Regions from separate parts of the Oryza sativa genome. Here region 1 is linked to region 2. Evidence: chromatin contacts called from public HiCAR-type data. All regions are on one chromosome and are shown on one strand. The core of a region is the stretch at or near the end of the contact, and the rest is flanking DNA. Distances in the headings are between cores, read along the strand shown. Region 1 holds the start of LOC4327006 (pathogenesis-related genes transcriptional activator PTI5). Region 2 holds the start of LOC4325555 (large ribosomal subunit protein uL13c).

Evidence for each region. HiCAR-type assays count read pairs that join an accessible place to other places.
Region 1: a HiCAR-type map of leaf shows a contact between it and region 2, with 2.2 times the contacts expected there. The contact joins the promoter of LOC4327006 here to the promoter of LOC4325555 in region 2. A contact is called at or near these places in 1 of 15 Hi-C or Micro-C datasets (panicle) and 1 of 4 datasets of contacts at active chromatin or transcription factors (leaf).

The regions. Positions count from the first base shown.
Region 1 is chr1:32,166,456-32,169,358 of ASM3414082v1, forward strand. It overlaps LOC4327006 (pathogenesis-related genes transcriptional activator PTI5), which reads left to right and starts at 1,465. Exons shown (of 1, transcript XM_015760037.3): 1 at 1,465-2,526. The coding sequence starts at 1,565. The coding sequence ends at 2,203. LOC4327007 (probable lipid-A-disaccharide synthase, mitochondrial) reads right to left here. Exons shown (of 9, transcript XR_010734898.1): 9 at 2,655-2,903.
Region 2 is chr1:31,965,553-31,968,448 of ASM3414082v1, forward strand. LOC4325555 (large ribosomal subunit protein uL13c) reads left to right here and starts at 1,593. Exons shown (of 4, transcript XM_015767553.3): 1 at 1,593-1,912; 2 at 2,474-2,659. The coding sequence starts at 1,688. It overlaps LOC4325554 (probable hexosyltransferase MUCI70), which reads left to right. Exons shown (of 6, transcript XM_015769035.3): 6 at 1-68.

The DNA.
Region 1 (2,903 bases), core at 215-2,714, 200 kb after region 2:
CGATCGGTCACAGAAGATCCAGAATAATTAGCCGATCTGAAAAGGAAGACGTGCCAAATCACGCCACGGCTCTGCAGTGAATTTTCCCAAGTTCTTTCTCTGGTCTTCTCTTTTGGAGTATATGGCCAAGAATTAGTTGTATTGCTTTTCTGCCCAAGAATTCAGACGTGTGTGTACCATATGGCGCTAAAAAGCGTCCACGCAGTCTCCACATCCTGTCAATGCCCCCACGAGAAAGCTATTAAGCGCTACTGAAAAAATAAAGAATGAATCAATGAAATGAAAGAAAAAATAATGGAGGAAAAGAAAGTTAAAAGCTGGAGTAGTAGCGAGACAGCATGAGCCGACTCGAAATCAACTGCTATTAACCCCTCCCATCCCTTGGACCCTTATAAAGGGATCCTCTAACTTAAGAACACCCATAATGGTTATTTATAGTCTCTCTACAAAATATTCATATCAGCATATTTTCTTACTTGAAAGAAATTAAATGAATAGAGAGAGCAAAGCTATATACTAACCTGGAGATAGTCTATATAGAAAAACGAGGCAATAGATTAGAGAGCTATAGATACCCATGTAGACATACTATTGAGATGGTTTACTATTAATCTAGTTTATTGTTGAGATGTACATGTTTTATAGAGAGCACCTTAATTTACCATTGCAGGTGCTCTAACTACTATGTAATTGAACCACTGACATGTGGAACATAACAAAGTGGGACTTATATATCAGTGACTCAATTGCATGCGAAGTTAAGTTAGGCTGTGTTCGATACCCTTGAGTTCCTCGTGTACGCTTTTCAAATTGCTAAACGTTTTTTCAAAAAGTTTTTATACGAAAGTTGCTTAAAAAATCATATTGATCTTTTTTTTAAAAAAAAATACATAATACTTAATTAATCACGCGCTAATGCACCGTTCCATTTTCGTGTGCAGTATATGTGTTCCCAACCCTGAGAGCCAAACACAGCCTTAGAGGAGGATCTTCTTCTATTGGTCACTAGAGTAGGTAACCATACATGCATATCCGTGCATTAATAAACAGAGCGCTATATTACATCTTTGCCTACGTGAGATGCAAGGAATCCAACTGGGATATTACAATTTAGCTACACATGAAAAGCCTAGCTTTGCTCGCCGTGTGCCTCTCCGTACAGAATATCTGCTACTGCTCGCTAGCTGGCTGCTCCAACGGTGGATGGATGGGCCTACCCCGATTGGCCGATTTCATCAGCAAAACTACGTAGAAAAATGGGAGTAATTGGCCAAAGGCCAAAGCATGCATGAACCGAACCACATGATTTGCACCCGAGGAGGTTGCGAAATCACATTTTGCATGACACATGATGGCCCCACTTTAGTTAAAAATAATTAATCCTTCCATTTCCAGAGTTCCAGACTTCCAGTGCTAGCTCTTCCTCGGGTTCAAATAGCGCGACAACATCACGCATCGCCTCCTACCTGACACACCACACTGCAAACCACTCTCTCGGTCTCTCCATCCATCCACCTCTCTCGATCGTCTCATGAGCTAGCGCGCCCCGCGCGTACAGCCCCGCATGTCTCTCTCCTTGGGGTTTAGCGCCGGCGCCGGCGTCGGTGCCGATCGCCTCGCCGCCGCGCCCGCGCTCCAGGCCGCCGGTGCTCTGCCGCCACGCGTGGACGTGTCTCTGTCGCTGGCGCGCGCGGCCAACGGGCAGCCGTCGTCGTACCTCCCGCTCAACGAGAACGACTCGCTGGACATGGTCCTCTTCGACGTCCTCCGCGAGGCCTCCGCGGTGGCGGCGCTGTCGTCGTCGTCGTCGTCGTCGCCGGAGCTGGGCGCGCGGACGACGGCGCCGGTGGTCGCCGGCCACCCCGCCGGGCGCAAGGGTGGCGGCGGCGGAGGCGGAGGCAGGGGAGCGGCGGCGAGGGGCGGCGCCGCTGGCGGGCGGCACTACCGCGGTGTGAGGCGGCGGCCGTGGGGGAAGTACGCCGCGGAGATCCGTGACCCGACGCGGCACGGCGCGCGGCTGTGGCTCGGCACCTTCGGCACGGCCGAGGAGGCCGCCGCGGCGTACGACCGCGCCGCGTTCCGCATGCGGGGCGCCAAGGCGCTGCTCAACTTCCCGCCGGCTGTCGCCGGTGACGGCGCCCGTCGCGGCGCCGCCGCGGCCGCGAAGCAGGTCGGCATGAGCGACGGTGAGTGCGTGATATGAAATGAAGATCAGTTTGACATGTACAGCGCGTAGGATGAGGATCAAAACCCAGGGTTAATTTGCAGTAGGCACTTGGCCTGAGTGTTAGTGTGGTAATGTTCTGCCTTATTGATGGTACAGTGGTACCAAGAGCATGTCATGTAGTTTGTTACTCTGTGCTTAGTGCTCACATTTTTTATGATATCTTTCGTGGTGTGATACCAATTCCGTGAGCAAAGTTTCACTTGAAGGCATCAATCGTGCTTTCCAAGCACGAAGAAAATATTGTAACATGGCGATATGTCCAAGATATCATCAAAGTGCAGCGTTCTAGATTGATGACAGTTTAGCCTGTGTAAAGCCAAGTTCATAAAAAAGGAATACTTTTAAGACCATTTTCATAAACAACCTTTAAAAACCTACATTAAAAAAATGACCTATGTATGAACTCTTGAAAAGAACAGAATCCGAGTGACCGGGTCCAATGCTAATAATCACTTATCACTGTGAAATACTGAAATATTACTGTTTCTTACCGAGATGCCAGGGAAACGAATCCATGCACCGCGACCACACTGGCAATGCCTTGAGATGTTACATCATTAGATTGTTTTACAAATTACAATTACAAGGCCTCCATTGACCAGTCACCATTCTAGATCAACTTACTCCTGAAGTTCACGGATAGCTAGTGGCACCAGATGATTACACAATTTAAGTA
Region 2 (2,896 bases), core at 343-2,842:
TAACATATGAATTTGTGATGCACCCGGTGCTGCAATCTTATCAATGAAAATGATATCATCTTCTGTCCTTTGCACCGTAGGAAAACATGGACACCAATTCTCCAATGATCTTACCTTTTCAGTTATCTTTATTTGTCGCCAGAAACATAGCCTAATTTTGGGTATATGATCCTATATCACCTGTAGTGCTGACTTGCTTGTGTGTGTGGACAATTTAACATGGGGCAATTACTCATTTGACCCTATTTTGATGTCTAACTATCAATTTGACCTTACTTTTCTAGGTTTGCTCATTTGACCATGCTTTTTAAAATTGAAGATCAGAGATGACCCTATTTTGTGAAGGGTAGATAACGGTGTTAACTAAGAGGGAAATTGTCCGTTTTGCCCCTGCTCATTTACCATATTATATCAAAGTTTTTTCTTCATCGGGACTTTTTAAATATTTGCAATGATTTTCATGGCTTTTACAGATCTGAGACAGATTTGTCTTCAATTTAACAGAATTTTACACAAATTTGACAGCATATTGTCCAACAGCAAAGCATATTGTCCAACAGCAAATCAGATCCAAATCCAACAATAAATTCGTATCCAAATCCATCAACAAATCCAACCACAAGTTATCCTCCGTCTCTCGTTCCACACGACGCACGACGGCAGCCGGCGGCGCCGCCCCTCCGCGCGGCAACAGCCGGCGCTGCTGCCCCTCCTCCACCCTCCGTGCGGCAGCAGCCCCGCCGCCGCTCAATCTCTCCGCTTCGAGCACGGCAGCCGCCGCCGCCGCCGCTCCCTCCTCCTGCGCGCCGACGCCGCTACTCCTTCCCTCCTCGCGCGGCCGCCGCCGCCGCTCGCCGCTCCCTCTCCTTCCTCGCGCGGCCGCCACTCCCTCTCCCTCCTCGCGCGGCCAACGCCGCCGCCGCTCCCTCTCCTTCCTCGCGCGGCCGCCACTCCCTCTCCCTCTACGCGCGGCCAACGCCGCCACCGCCGCCGCTCCCTCTCCCTCCTCGCGCGGCCGCCGCTACCGCTCCCTCTACGCGCGGCCAACGCCGCCGCCGCCGCCGCCGCTCCCTCTCCCTCCTCGCGCGGCCGCCGCCACCGCTCCCTCGATGCGCCGCCAACGCCGCCGCCGCCTCTCCCTCCAGCCCGGTCGGCGGCAGCTCTCCCCGTCACCGGCGAGGTGGGGATTGGGACGAAGAGCTGGGGAATGGAATGGGAATCCTAGGGTTAATTTGTAACACGGGGGTATTTTGGTCACTTTAGGGTAGTATTTTTTTTTTCTTTTTTCTAAGTGATGTTCTACCGGTGAAAGCAAAACAGGTCAAATGGAAACTTCAATTTCAAATAACAGGGTCAAATAAACAAACCTAAAAAAATAAGATCAATTTAGTAGTTGGCCTTTAAAATAGGGTTAAATAAGCAATTATCCCATTTAACATATCGGAATTTCTACGCGTTTCTCTAGCTTTGATGCATCTGTGGGCTGCAAAGCCCAGCTAAGCAAAAGGCCCATCTCTTCCTCTTCCCCTTCTGGCTCCCTCTCCCCCCCTATCCCCTTCTTATCCGCTCTGCTCTCTCCACCTCGCCTCCCCGAAACGAAATGGCAGTGGCGTTCCACTGAACCAGGCCAAGCCAGACGGACAAGACTTCGCCGCAGCCGCGTCCTCCTCACCGCGCCGCCGTCGCAATGGCTACGGCCATCGCAGCCTCCGCGTTCCTCTCCTCCGCCTTCGCCAGGGACAGGCCGCTCCCCCGCCAGCGGCGCGCGGCGAGGCCCGCGACCCGCCGCGCCGCCGCGGGGGGCCTGTCGGTGCGGTGCGAGCAGAGCGAGAAGCAGAAGAGGCAGCCGCTCTCCGCGCTCGTCCCCCGCGAGCAGCGATTCATGTTCGAAGGCGACGAGCTCTGCGGCCCCGTACTAACCCTCACCTCTCTTTCTCTCTCCCGTATACATTCTTCTCTTTCTCAGTTCAGAAAATGAATAGTAATGCTACATTCCTTGGATAAAGGGAAATTTTACCGTGATTTAGGATTGCCGCTTATTTAGGAAAGCTCAAGATTAGTCCCATTCATTTCTAAATCCGTAAGTCACTTCATCTTGCTCTATTGGGTCAAATCCTTTCTTTACATGAATAATGTTAGGGAAAATACACAATGTTTTTACATGTTACTATACCGTATAGACCACCATCTTATTTTATTTAAAGTTATCTAGTTGTAATTTATTACGAAAGAGGATTCCATAAAATGAACTGAAAATAACATGGAGGGAACGTTGGTCTTTCTGAATTGGTCGCTAACATTGTGTTGTATTACTCAACAGTGTTCGCACCTACATGACTACCATATCTTTTTATCTGTGGATGTTTAGGTTTGTGAAGTTAGAATTCAGTACGGATACCATTCTTGTGTTCTTTCTCTCTTTTCTGTGCAACCTGTTCTGTGTAGTGATCGGACCAAGGAATTTAATTTGCAGGACATATGGAACACAACATGGTACCCTAAGGCTGCAGATCATGTAACTACTGAGAAGACATGGTATGTTGTTGATGCAACAGACAAGATTCTAGGTAGGCTTGCATCCACCATTGCAGTACACATCAGAGGAAAGAATGAGGCCACATACACTCCAAGTGTGGACATGGGGGCTTTTGTTGTTGTGGTATGTATGTTTCTTGAAATTAATTTATAAAGTTAAATAGTGCACACAATAAGATCCTCTGTAGTCCCACAAAAGGAAAAGAGGTTTAGCAGCACATACAAATAAGCACCAAAAGGTATCTGGAAGCTGAGGTCCACCTGAAGGCATTTTGAAGCTGATTTCATGTATATATATTTATGTTACTGTGTGCTTTTAATACTAATGCATCTCTGAAGAGTAATTGCTACGCATATACTA